3 separate regions of the Sus scrofa genome follow, and regions 1 and 2 are each linked to region 3. Evidence: chromatin contacts called from public HiChIP or PLAC-seq data. All regions are on one chromosome and are shown on one strand. Each heading gives the region's core, a stretch centred on a gene start, on an enhancer-like site or on the middle of the called end of the contact. The rest is flanking DNA. Distances are from core to core; before and after follow the strand shown. Region 1 holds the start of NOTCH4 (notch 4). Region 2 holds the start of SKIV2L (Ski2 like RNA helicase). Region 3 holds the start of ATF6B (activating transcription factor 6 beta).

Region 1 (4,104 bases), core at 24-2,523, 85 kb after region 3:
GAAGCCAGGGGCACACCTGGACAGGGGAGGAGAGAGGAGAACTCAAGTTCCGGCCCCTCTGCCTCCTCTCTCCCTCCTTTGCCTTCTTTTGTTTCCCACCATCCGCTTCACCTCCTCCCATTCTCCTTTCTTCTCACCTCCCCCTGCCCCCAACTCCCTTTCTCCCACTCCCACGAGGTACACTCACTGGCAGGTCCCTTGCCCCTGAGGTGGGCTCAGGCAGGTGCCTCCGTTGGCACAGGGTCCTGGGAAACTCCCACACTGCAGCCCTAGGGGTGGAGATGAGGATGAGATGGGGGGGTACCACACTCCACTTTTCCTCCTCTGGAGGCTCCGGGGGGACCTGCTGGTGTGGCCTCATGCATGTGCTCTGAATCCCATTGCCATTATACCCCGCTCCTAGTCCCCACGTGGAGCTGGCTCCCCAGCCCCTAGATCCCAGGCTCTGAGTTACTAATTCCCACCCCTCCTTTCCTGTTTATTCTCTGGCCTCCCAAGTCCAGCTTCAGGCTCTATCCCTCGGAAGCAAGACAACAGGGATCAGGAGGGGGGCTGAGGGGACTCCAGGGAGGTGAATGGCTGCAACATTGAAGGGATTTCCTCCCGGAAGGGCCCAGTACTGAGCTGTGGTGGGTGGGGGTAGGGACAGCTGGACTGGGAAAGGGACTTGCTGGGCCCTTGACCTTCCCTTCCCATGTCTCCATCTCCTGATGCCCTCTTATCTCTTCCCCTAGCAGGTGCTCACTCTTTTTCTTGTCTTCCTAAACATGATTGCAAGAGTACGCTGTCCCCCAGCTCCAGGGCCAACCGGGTTCTCCGTGGGGGTGGGCACTCTCCCACCCATCCCCCCCTACGGTCACCACGCCTGACGCAAGGCCGGTAGCCTTGGTCTGTGTCGCTGCAGGGGCAGAGCCATCTCTCCCTGCCGGCTGCCCCATGTGGGGGCTGAGAAGCTCCCCCTCCAGTGTGGCCTCAAAGCCTGGGTCTCGGCCCTCTGTCCTCAACCCACCGGACATCCTCCTGAGGAAGATAGGTCCCCTCACCTCTCCCTCCCCACGCCTCACCTCTAGACTGGACGACAGGCCGACACAGCAGGAGCAGCAGCGGAGGCAGCAGCAGTGAAGGGGGCCGCATTCCAGAGCTCCTGCCCCCAGCCCGGACGCCCTCTGCCTCCTCCAGCCGGGACCCCCAGAGCCCTCCCCGAGGCAACAACCACCTCCTCTGCTCCAAGGCCCTTTCTTCCTCTTCCTCGGCAAGCAGCGAACCTCACGTCTGAGCTGTTTCCTGAGTCACACAATGTCCTGGACACCCTAGTGCTGGGGGGTGGGGAGTGGAGGAACATTGAGGGGGATGAGGGAGGGGCCTTCTGTCCTTGACAACCCCTGGGGAGCTGGCGAGGAAGAAGGACAGCCTGGTTGGAGCAGGTGGTAGAAGGGGAGAGCTGGGCAGGTGGGGGCTCTGGGAGCGGTCCAGCCCCTTCTCCGGTTGGCGAGGTCTCTCCTTTCTCCTCCTGCCCTGGAGGGGTGGGGCAGGACCTGGGAACAGAGGCCTAGGGTGATGAGAGAGCTCGTCCTCTTGCAAGGAGAGGGTGCATGTTTTGTAAGGTCAGTGCAGATGCTTTTCAGAGAATCTGCTCCTTTCTATACATTGAAACCACTAATCTTGGCAGAAAGAAGTCAGGGGATTTCTGGGTCTCTGTCTTGACCCTTGCTGGGGACTTAATTTTCTCCTTTGGGAGGAATGGGCAAGATGCTGGGCTGATTTAGGGGGATCTTGGCTTTCTTTTGAAGGGGACCGTGTAAGATCATCACCGATGATAAGTCTGAATTATCCTTAGCAGACACTGCATTTGGATAGGTTCCTCTCCTGCCACGTCTCCCTCTCTCCACCCCAGGGGTCCCTGGGACACAAGGAATGTCAGTCATTGTATTAAAAATCAGAGTAAATAAAATCACAAAAGACAATTCACAACCTGACTCATCCAACCCAACCCAGGACAGCTTTGGGGTTGCCACACACCCAGTTCTTCTCTGAGAGTCTGGGATGGCTGGAGGTGTCATCCACCGCTGTGCCCACAGCCCCAGCCATTGAGGCACTCACAGCTCAGCCTTCTCCACCAGTGAATGTACTTTGCTAGCACTATTCTTTTTTCCTTTTTTTCCCCCTTTTCTTTTTCTTTTTGCTTTTTAGGGCCATACCTGTGGCATATGGAAGTTCCCAGGCTAAGGATCTAATCAGAGCTGTAGCTGCCAGCCTATGCCACAGCCATAGCAACCCTGGATCCGGGCCATGTCTGTGACCTACAACACAGCTCACAGCAATGCCGGATCCTTAACCCACTGAGCGAGGCCAGGAATCGAACCCGCGTCCTCATGGATACTAGTCGGGTTTGTTAATCCCTGAGCCAAGATGGGAACTCCAGTTTTTTTTTTTCCAAATTAACTTTTTATTTCGAAATAATTTAAAACTCACAGAAAAGAGACAAGAGTACCAAAAATAATTCCAGGATACTCTCTGTTCAGATTCACCAATTACTATCATTTGACCATATTTGCTTTATCATTATTTCTCTAAATACACGTTAGTATTTTTTCTAAACCATTTGAGAGTAAACAGCACACATACATCTGTTCTTTCTAAGTGTCAGCGTGAATTTCCTAAGAACAAGAACCTTCATTTACATAACCAAACACGACCATAGAAATCAGGAAACTTAGATGGATACAATACCATTGTCTAATCTACAGTCCACATTCAAAATTTGCCAATTGCCCCATAATATCCTTTGTAATGATTATTTTCTTGGTCCAGGATCTACCTAATCCAGGATCCTGCATTGCGTTTATTTGTGTTGTCTTTTCAGTCTCCTTTATTTTAACAAGAAAAAAAGACACAGTTCCTTAGACTCATTTCGCCTTTCATTACATTGACACATTTGAAGAGTACAGGTTTTGCAGACTCATCCTAAATTTAGGCAGATCTGATGATGCTTCTTCAGTTTATGCATTTTTCACCAGGAATACCACAGAAGTGGTGTTTTGTTCTCAACCCATCACATCAGGAGCCAACAGCATTTTTTTTTTCTTTTTCTTTCTTTTTTTTCAGTCCCTCTGTGGCATATGGAGCTCCCGGGTGAGGGATCAGATCTGAGCCTCAGTTGTGACTTACACTGCAGCTGTGGCAATATCAGATCTTTAACCCTCTCTGCCGGCCTGGGGATCAAACCTGTGTTCTGGTCCTGCAGAGATACCACTGATCCCATTGCATCACAACGGGAACTCCCAACATCATCTTTTTTTTTTTTTGGCGTTTTAGGGCCACACTCATGAATGACACATGGAGGTTCCTAGGCTAGGGGTCAAATCGGAACTATAGCTGCTGGCCTACACCACAGCCACAGCGCGAGGCCCACACCACAACCACAGCTGTGTGGAATCTGAGCCTCATCTGCAACTGCACCACAGCTCACAGCAACACTGGATCCCTAACCCGCTGAGCAAGCCCAGAGATTGAACCTGCATCCTCATGGATACTAGTCGGATTTGTTTCAGCTGAACCACAAGAGGAACTCACAAACCTCATTCTTAATGGTTGAATAGTATTCCACTGTTTGGTGAGCCCTAGTTCACTGAAACCAATTTCAACTGTAGGACACTTAGGTGGAGCTCGGTCTTTAAAAATATCATCAACTATGCTGCAATAAATATTTTTGAACATACGTATTTGAGTCACTGTCTATTTCCTTAGGCTAAATTCTTTGAATGGAGGCTGCTAAGTCAAATGGTCAAAGGATAGACTTCAAAAAAAATTTTGGCTTTGAGGAATTCGAACTGTGGCACACACAGTGAGTTAAGAATCTGAACTGCCTTGGCTTGGGGCACTGTGAAGGTGTGAGTTCGATCCCCAGCCCAGTGCAGTGTATTAAAGGATCTGGGGCAGTGAGGATTCAGTCCCTGGCCTGGGAACTTTCATATGCTGCCGTTAAGGCCTTAAATGAAAAAAGCGTTTTAAAATATGGCTCTGAGAAGAATTAGGACATAAATGTACTTGTAAGTCAACCTCCCTTTTTCTTTTTTTTTTTTTTTTTTTTTTTTTTTTTGTCTT
Region 2 (4,603 bases), core at 2,097-4,596, 120 kb before region 3:
GGGTCCTGGGAAGGGGGTAGAAACCTGCCTCAGTGCAAGAGCAGGAGGCTGCCTAACCCTGGGACAGAGGGGCTTCCTTTTCCCTCCTCCACTTCTTGGCTCCCCCGGCCTGTCTTTTTTTCTTTTAACTCTTTTATATGTTTCTTATTTGACTATGTGTTTTTTTTTCATAAATAACTTAATACACACTTAAAGCATGTAAGTTATCTAAGAATGTTCTGGAGTTCCCTGGTGGCCTAACGGTTAAGGATCTAGTGTTGTCACTGCTGTAGCTTGGGCCATGTGGCATAGGTTCGATCCTTAGCTTGGAAATTTCCACATGCCATGGATGTGGGCAAAAAAAAAAAAGTCTTGGATCTGATGACATTTCTATCTCGATTCAACTTCTCAGAGTATGAGGTGGATTAGAGCCAAAGAAAGTGTAAAATAAAGAAGAATCTAGGAGTCATCTAGCTCCTTCATTTTCGAGGTAAGAAACCTGAAGCTCAGAATGGCAGAGCAATTGCCCAGGACTGAACCAGCATTACTTTCCCCCTAAACCTACCTCTGTTCCAACTTGGCAGGATCCCTCTGAAGTCACGGATGCCCTGAACCATCTTTCTCCCTGTGCTCACCTTTAACTTCCCCTCTAGAGTTCGAGAACGTTTGAAGCCCGAGTTCTTGGTCTCGGCCTTGATGGCACTGATGGCTCCTGACTTCACCAGCTGCTTTGCTTGCTCAGTTGCTGTGGCCGTGTCCACCACGGGCTGCTCTGACAGAGCTGGAGTGGCGGGGGAAAGAGGCTTTGTGTTGGCCAGGCTGTGACAGAGGTCGGCCTGGGCTCCTCACTTCCGGTCTATCCCCACTTCCCCTGTCACTCACAGCGTTTGACACCACCTTGGCTGGCAGTGCTGCTGCTGCTTTGCTTCTTCAGAGCCAGCAATGCCTTTTTCTGGGAATGAGAGTGAGAAGAGAGGGGTCAGTGAGGGCCAGTCCCTGCCCAGGTCCTCTCCCAAGGCCCCTGGGCACATCACTCCAGGGGACAACTTTCTCAGAGAAAATAATGCAAATGGTGCCCCTAGAGTGGCACACTGAGGCAGCCCTGCCTCTCACATATGGTCCCCCAGAGCATCTACAATGCTAACAACACCTAATCTATTCAAACCACAGTATCCAGAGGCTTTCCAGAGTCTCACGTTTCTCAAGTCGAAGACAAGGGGTTTAATCATAGACCAGAGTCTGCAGATACAAGCTGCAATTAAGTGTAAGTCTCCATGCCTTCTTGGGGGCTTCACCTGTCCGCCCCCTAAACGTTTAATCAGAAAGAGCATCACTAGGAATTTCTGTAACAGGTCTATGCAGAAGTATGAGACGGAAATCCTCCCCTCAAGAAGCTTAGAGTTTGAGAAATAAGATGACCAGACTAAATTGTCAAGACTGATTAAAGAAGTGTAGACTATAGCTGAGAGCAAGTAAGACCTTCCTGATGCCCACATTAAACTGAGCCCTGGATAGAATCTACAATAACATACAGAAAAGAAAAGGCATTTTAGACAAAGAAAACAAGGCGGCAAAGATGCAGAGATAAGACTCTGGGTGTGTGTGTGTGTGTGTGTGTGTGTGTGTGTGTGTGTATGTGTGTGTGTTTTGGGATTAAGGAATAGTTCTTTTTTTTTTTTTTTTTTTTTGTCTTTTTGTTGTTGTTGTTGTTGTTGTTGCTATTTCTTGGGCCGCTCCCTCGGCATATGGAGGTTCCCAGGCTAGGGGTTGAGTCGGAGCTGTAGCCACCGGCCTACGCCTGAGCCACAGCAACGCAGGATCCGAGCCGCGTCTGCAACCTACACCACAGCTCACGGCAACGCCGGATCGTTAACCCACTGAGCAAGGGCAGGGACCGAACCCGAAACCTCATGGTTCCTAGTTGGATTCGTTAACCACTGCGCCACGACGGGAACTCCCAGGAATAGTTCTATTTGACGAGGAAGGGCTGCCAAATTAAGGCTCTTTTATAGACAATGTGAAACCACTGGCTTTTGAGAAAAAGAAGGACAGTGTTTTCTGTTTTCAAAGCACCATTTTAATAGAAGTAAAAAAGTCTGTCGAAAAAAGAAACTTGCTGAGAGACGATTACAACAGTCTAGGTGAGCATCAGCAAAGGCCTGACTGCGAGAATACACAGGAAGGAGTAAACAGAAGAAGTTACTTCAAAGGAGGAATCAAGACGACTCGGCAAACATTTGGCTACGCAAATAAGACAGAGACGAGATCTGGATTCCAAACAGCGGGAGAAGTGAATGGAGTCAGTCCTATTTGGAAGACCAAGATTAGAATAGGTAAGACCAGAGCGGCAATATATGAAGGTTATTGGCAAGATACAGATGGAACTAAAAAAAACCAAGCCTGGGATCACCAGTTCTTAGGTGGTACTAAAAGCCGGAGGAAAGGAAGACACCTCCATGGCAGACTATACAGAAAAGAGAGAAAAGCAAGTATCCACCTTGAGAAAGTCCACCCATGAAGGGACACTGAGAGGTGCCATGTCTCTAGGTATGAGCTAGAAGAACCCCCACCCCCCCATCCCCTCACACTCACCCCAGGTGTTCTCAGTGTAGAGTCTTTGAAAGTTTGGGCCATGCCCACACACACTCCCTCACCTTTTTCTTGAGTTTGTTGAATTTCTTCTGCAGAGCCTCCTCCTCCTCGCTCAGTCCGGGGGGTATCACCAACATGGTGGCTCCTGGTTCAGGGGCAGGGCCCAAGACATCTTTCTCCACTGTCACCGCCCAGGGGTCACACGCCGTCCACACTGCACCCAATCCCACCCCTCCAGGCCTGCCTACTCCTGTCTTTTGCCTCTCCCTACCCCTTGCTTAAACCAGCTGCCGTCCAAGCCCCCGCTCGTCGGGATCAACCAGCATTCCCTTCTCTCTCCGGGAATCACGGATACCAGCGCCTTGGGGCACCACGTAGCCCAGGAAGGGAGAAACACCCCCTCCGTCGCGAAGACGATGGCACCAGACCCCCCCTACCTCGCTGGGGTTAGTATGGCATTCGCAGGGTCCGAAAAGCAGAGGAGGCAGTGGAACCCGCGCAGCGCTCTCAGAGCAACGAACAGGGCAAGAAGAGAGAAGGAGCTCGGAAAAAAGGGGCGAAGGGTGAGACGGAGAAGGCCTTACCTGAGGGGGCGGCAACCGGAGCCCCACGGTCTCGGGCGGCGCCCGCGCGGGCAGCGGATCGCTGGCTCGGAGCGATGACGTAGCGAGGGGCGGAGACCGCGGTAACCAAGGCGGCTCGCGGCGCGCACACTTCCGTCCGGCCTCCCACCAGCTTGGGTTCCGCCCCTCGGTAGTGCTCGTCCCCGCCCCCAGCGGGGTGTGTTCCGGAAGTCGCCGCTAGTTCCGCGGGTTTCGGCTCCTCCCTACACTTCCGGGCTGCCCGGCAGCTACCGTGGCTCCAGGATGATGGAGACGGAGCGACTCGGTGAGGGGGCAGAAGGTGGGAAGGAGGAGGAGACAGGGAATGACCCTTGACCCCTGACCTGTGATTTTCCTCCCATAGTGCTGCCTACCCCAGATCCCCTGGATCTGCCCCTCCGCGCCTTGGAGCTAGGATGTACCGGGCGCTGGGAGCTGCTGAATGTGCCTGGGGCTCCAGAGAGCACCGTGAGTGACTTTTAGCTCTAACCTAACCTTGACCCTTATTAATAGGGCTTAAAACCCCTTTCAGCCTTCTCACAGTAGGGTCTAACCTGACCTGGCTCACCTGTCTCTGGACACCTGTCATCCCAGCTTTGGACTGGTGCGGGATGGATCCCAACCCAGTCGACCTGCAGTGCGTCAGAGCCCATGAGAAGACAGAGCAGGGAGCCCTGGGGATAACTTTAGCTCTGAGAACTGCTCTTTCCAGTGGGTCTTTTCTCCCTGGCATCTTCTTCTGTCTCCAAGCACCAGGGCACTTGTTGGTGGCTGATAGGTCAGCCCTTGAGCACCTTCGGTTTTTCATCCTTAGGTCTGGGGCTCCTTTTCCTAAAACTAGTGATTATCAGAATCTGTGTGCCTCATGATTAGAGGGGGAGCTTTCCTAAATTAGAAATTCTTAGGTCCATCTCCAGAAATTCTTTAATCCAAAATCTATATTATTAAACAGCTCTCCAGATAATTCAGTTGCAGGTCAGTTTTTCCTATAAAGTAGGACAACCTTTGGAAACTATTGCTTCAGCCTAATTGTCCTAGCCTGTATGGGACACCTACCATTTCTGATCTAAACATGAAGCCCGTCACCATCTCTTTTGTCTGTGTCTTACTCTCTTTCCTTGCCTCATGCCTCTCGTCTTGCCCTGTTCCAGCTTCCCCACGGCCTCCCACCCTGTGCCCCAGATCTGCAGCAAGAAGCAGAACAGTTGTTTCTGTCCTCTCCAGCCTGGCTGCCTCTGCATGGTGTGGAGCACTCAGCCCGGTGAGGAGTCTAGAGGGGCCTGGACTAGGGGAAATGGGTTCCTGAAGGAAGTTGAGACAGAGGAGAAAGAGCTGAAAATTTCTTTCTGTCCAGAAAATGGCAGAGGAAGATGGATCCCTGGTCTCTCCTGGCCGCACTGGGGGCCCCAGTCCCCTCCGACCTGCAGGCC
Region 3 (4,336 bases), core at 759-3,258:
CTTGGGGGAGGTGACAAAGTCTCATATTTCAAATACTGCCTTAGAGTGGACAATTGCGTCAAGAACAGTTCCAGAGGAGTTCCTATTGTGGCTCAGTTGTAATGAACCCAACTAGTATCCATGAGGATGCGGGTTCAATCCCTGGCCTTGCCCAGTGGGTTAAGGATCTGATGTGGCCATAAGCTGCCGTGTAGGTCACAGATGCAGCTCAGATTCCGAGCTGCTGTGGCTGTGGTGTAGGCCGGCAGGTGCAGCTCTGATTCAACCTCTAGCCTGGGAACTTCCATATGCCCCACATGCAGCCCTAAAAGCAAAAGCAAAACAGTTCCAGAATACTCAGGAGTTAACAATCCTTTTCTTCTCAGCCCCACCATGTCTGCCACCTATTTCTGTGTATCAGAAACTCCAGAGTTCCCATTGTGGCGCAGTGGAAACGAATCTGATTAGGAGCCATGAGGTAGCAGGTTCGATCCCCGGCCTCGCTCAGTGGATTGAGGATCTGGTGTTGCCATGAGCTGTGGTGTAGATCACAGACACGCTCAGATCTGGCATTGCTGTGGCTCTCACGTAGGCCGGCGGCTACAGTTCCAATTAGACCCTTAGCCTGGGAACCTCCATATGCTGCAGGTGCGGCCCTAAAAAGGACAAAAGACAGAAAAAAAAAAAAAGAAACTCCATCTTCAGTTCTAGACAACCAGAGTGGTGATGTGAAAATGAGGATATGAAAGAAATTGCAAATGCACAAAAGAAGCCCCCCCCCCCAACCGGGACTCATAACACACAAATCATTCCACCAGCATCTATAGGTGAAGGGATGGGAGGAGAGTCCCTGCCACAGAAAGTAGGAGGGACAAGACTCTCTCACCTGGCTGGAGGGCTCTGTGGAAAGATGTGATGCTTCAGAGCTGAGGGAGGAGGAAGAGCAGGGGGAGGATGGCTCAGACTTCACCTGAAGATCTGGGGGGAAAAGAGTAAGAAAATAACCGGGAAGCAGAGCCTGACAAAAGTTTGAAAAGTACCCAAGGACATGGGGTAAGAGCCCCTCACTGGGGTGAGGAGGAAGGAGCACACATAAGAGATCAAAAGGGGGGAGTACACGGGCACTCGTGTGAGAAAACGAGGAACTGCATAGTTGCTGGGAAACAATGGGAAGATAACGGTTTCTGAAAGGATGAGGGAATCACAAAGGGTATCTTACCTGGGAAGATAGGCAGAGGGTCCCAGGGGGGTTCGGGAGGGCTGACATCCATCCCCAAGTCCAGGGAGCTGCTGCCAAACTGAACAGGAGAGGGTATTAGATGGCAGGAGTGTGAGGCTGAAGGGATGGCTCCGGATGAGCTCTGGCCTGGGGATAAGCCCCAGTTCTGAGACCACTTCCACCCACCAAGGGTAAGAGTCAAGGCCAAGGCCCGGGGAGCGATACCGGGACATCTTCCTCCGGGCAACGGAAAAGCTGCGTCGGCTCCTCGGCCACTTCATCCAGGCCGGCGTACAAGGTGCTGTCTGCAAGAGGGGCGGAGGGTCAGCGGAGTCGTCCGCTAGCGCAGCCTTCGGAACCCCACAACAGCCCTCGCCCCGTCGCTCACTGCCTCTGCGCGGCCAGATCCACCGCCCGCCCACTTGAAAAGTGATCCAGCCAGAGAACTCCAGCCCCTCCTTCCCCGACCCCGGAACAACTCCATATTTCCGCAGGGAGGGGAGGTCTGCCCCAACTCCCGCATCTCCCCGAAAGCACCACCAGCCCCCCTGTTCCGCCTTCCTCAGAATGATGGATTCCGTATCTGTCCAGCCTTCCTCTTTGGGCCTCCGCTTCCTCCTGCGTGCCTCAGGGGCACAATATGCCACAGCCCCCTCCCCTCCCCGAGGCCTCACTCCGCACACCCCAGTCCTCCGGGCTCAGCAAGTTGTCGGTGAAAAAACGCGTCGGGTCCGCAATCTCGCTGAGGAGCATCAGCTCCGCCATCTTTCCCCCCCACCCCCCAACCACGAGACAGTTCCCAAGGCCCGCCTCTCCCATCATCAACTAATCGGCTGGCTCCTCAAAAGTGGGGGAACGCCCCGGAAGCTCTCCCAACCAGTAAGAGACCTGGGTATTGAGCACGTGAGACAATATAGGCGGTGGCTGTATAGGACCGGCCAATAGGAGCGCCCCGGAGGCTAGCACCTCCGCAATACCAGGCAGTGAAGTTTGCGCGTGCGCCAAGCCGGACCCAGCCTGAAAGCGCCTAGGAAACGTAGGTACCGGGTTTTGAAGGTTCGCCGTCTCCCCCAAACAGTACTGAATTTAGAAGTTTAGATAGCTTGTGTTCATCTTTGGAGATAGATAAGCCCCGCAAAATATACCACACGTGACCATAAGGCTTTTTCATGGTAAAACGGTAAAGAGGTACATACACTAAGACCACTGCTACCTTCCCTAGGAAGGCAAAAGCTGGTAAAAGTATGTGGGTGAAATCCTCCCACTGGCCCCTCCCCCCAAAACTCACAACATAGACCACAATTCACAGGTTCCTGTCTCTTTTAAGGTTTAACTTTTAATTAGCCAAACATCTTGCGCAGTCCCTGAGCCAGTCCTGCATCTTGTTTCTTCCCTTGAATGATCACCTTTCCCAGCTCCTCCTGGGCTGCCCGATTTTTGGGGTCTACTGCCAGCACTTTCTTGAGGTCAGCAGTTGCTTTGTCCAGGTTCCCAAGAGCAGCCTGGGCAACCCCCCTTCGGTACAAGGCCTTTAAATGGCCAGGCTCCCGCTCCAGCACCCGGTCACAGCTCTGGGCTGCCAAATGGGGCTGCCCTAGCAGCAACTGACAGGCAGCCAGATTGGCATGAAGGACAGTTCGTTCTGGAGAGCCAGGTGGAGGTAAAGTCAGCAGCAGCCGAAGAGCCCGTCCATAGCATCGGGCAGCCCCTTCAGGGTTCCCAGCTCTAAATAATTCTGTGCCCCGTGCACGTTCTTCCCTGGCCAGGGCCTCCTTTTCGGTGGGCTCTAGCTCCCAGGAGTCCCGGCCTTGAGTGAAGGAGGCCAGTTTGAGCCTGACAGGAGGTCCAGAGCGCCCAGGGAGCTGAAGTTCTGCCTCCTCACCTTGACACATGGACTCCAAGCACTTCTCTACAAGCTCTCCCCAAGTTTCCTCCCTCCATGGGCCTAACCCCATAGTTAGCTCTGTCCAGCCCTCTGGCAGCCCTGACCCCAAAGGAAATCCCAAAACCTGTACCCGGCAGCGGGAGCCCAGCTTGGGTTTGTCCAAGCCGTGGCCATGGATTAGGATCTTTTTGACAAAGCTCCCATCGGGGCAGTACCAGAGTTCAGAAGCTTGAAGGGGCTCTGGCATCTCACTGGCTGGTCCATGAGATTTATCAGAATCTCCTTCACGTCCAACGGCCAGCTTTTCAATTTCTTGAAGATTTTCTAGAATTTGGCCGGCTGGATCTGGGCTCACTCTCCCCTCAAGAAGTTCAGTAGAAGGGTCTTGGGGCTGCTGCCTAATCTGAGTAGTTGAATCAAGGATCTTCTGGGAGTTCTTTTTCCATCGTTGTTGCGGTTGAGAAATGTTCTTCTCTCCCAGTGGACTGACTGGTGGCGTCTCCATTTGGGTACCCAGTCCCTTCCACCGTGGGTAAACAGTTTTGGTCAGAAAGGTATGGATCAGATTCAGATCAGCACCTGATTAAAAAAGAAAAAAAAATCAAAACAATGCTATTGGCAGGAATCTTATTTAGACTTCTTTTCTGTCCTTCTGGGATCCAGGCCTCCGGTCCTTAAAGTTCTCTCTTTTTTTTCCCCCCTCCTCAAAATCTCTGTCGGATTCGAGCCTACCTCCCAACCCCGAACTAATTCGAACTATAAGTTCCACAATTCCCGCGGCTTGAGCCACTGTCCCAACTACGGATACCCGAGCGAGTCAAAAAGTACCTGGGCGGCCGAAGTGCCTCTCCTGGTGGCGGTAGCCCGACCATTCGAATCACCTCTCCTTCCGAAGCTAAGCTCTACTGAGCACTGTCATTAGAGTTTTGCTTCGGGCGGAGAGGACGGTCAGGGGGAGCAGGGGACAGCTGAGGAGAGACACTAACGGCTAACCCTGGAGCCCGCGTGAAAGCGAATCTACTCAAGTTCCCGGCAACCAATCGGGAGGAGGGAGAGGTCTGGTTAGCCCGCCTTCTGGACGTGACATCATTTCCCTCCCCTCCCCCAGCAACCGGGAAGCTCCAGGCCTTAGCAACCGAACTAGGCCAAATCGAACTGAACTAGGCGAGGTCGAGCTAGCCTGGCTATTGAGAGTTAAAGTCTGGAGAAGGCCTGGAGTGGGAGATTGGGGCGAATGAGGATAGGGTGGGGAA

Evidence for each region. HiChIP or PLAC-seq counts read pairs in DNA pulled down with a chosen protein or histone mark.
Region 1: an H3K27ac HiChIP or PLAC-seq map of alveolar macrophages shows a contact between it and region 3. The contact joins the promoter of NOTCH4 here to the promoter of ATF6B in region 3. A contact is called at or near these places in 2 of 47 Hi-C or Micro-C datasets (fetal liver and liver) and 1 of 2 datasets of contacts at active chromatin or transcription factors (alveolar macrophages).
Region 2: a contact with region 3 is called in an H3K27ac HiChIP or PLAC-seq map of alveolar macrophages. The contact joins the promoter of SKIV2L here to the promoter of ATF6B in region 3. A contact is called at or near these places in 4 of 5 promoter capture datasets (fetal skeletal muscle, liver and skeletal muscle), 5 of 47 Hi-C or Micro-C datasets (blood, heart right ventricle, skeletal muscle and 1 more) and 1 of 2 datasets of contacts at active chromatin or transcription factors (alveolar macrophages).

What each region holds. Positions count from the first base shown.
Region 1 is chr7:24,255,008-24,259,111 of Sscrofa11.1, forward strand. NOTCH4 (notch 4) reads right to left here and starts at 1,274. Exons shown (of 31, transcript NM_001123147.1): 1 at 1,065-1,274; 2 at 188-269; 3 at 1-16. The coding sequence starts at 1,134.
Region 2 is chr7:24,043,670-24,048,272 of Sscrofa11.1, forward strand. It overlaps SKIV2L (Ski2 like RNA helicase), which reads left to right and starts at 3,347. Exons shown (of 28, transcript NM_001101817.1): 1 at 3,347-3,459; 2 at 3,538-3,641; 3 at 4,325-4,434; 4 at 4,528-4,603. The coding sequence starts at 3,438. NELFE (negative elongation factor complex member E) reads right to left here and starts at 3,232. Exons shown (of 11, transcript NM_001101825.1): 1 at 3,156-3,232; 2 at 2,634-2,716; 3 at 862-931; 4 at 615-760; 5 at 1-5. The coding sequence starts at 2,708.
Region 3 is chr7:24,169,723-24,174,058 of Sscrofa11.1, forward strand. ATF6B (activating transcription factor 6 beta) reads right to left here and starts at 2,009. Exons shown (of 18, transcript NM_001123103.1): 1 at 1,882-2,009; 2 at 1,424-1,503; 3 at 1,199-1,277; 4 at 866-957. The coding sequence starts at 1,963. FKBPL (FK506 binding protein like) reads right to left here and starts at 3,588. Exons shown (of 1, transcript NM_001128485.1): 1 at 2,539-3,588. The coding sequence starts at 3,588. The coding sequence ends at 2,539.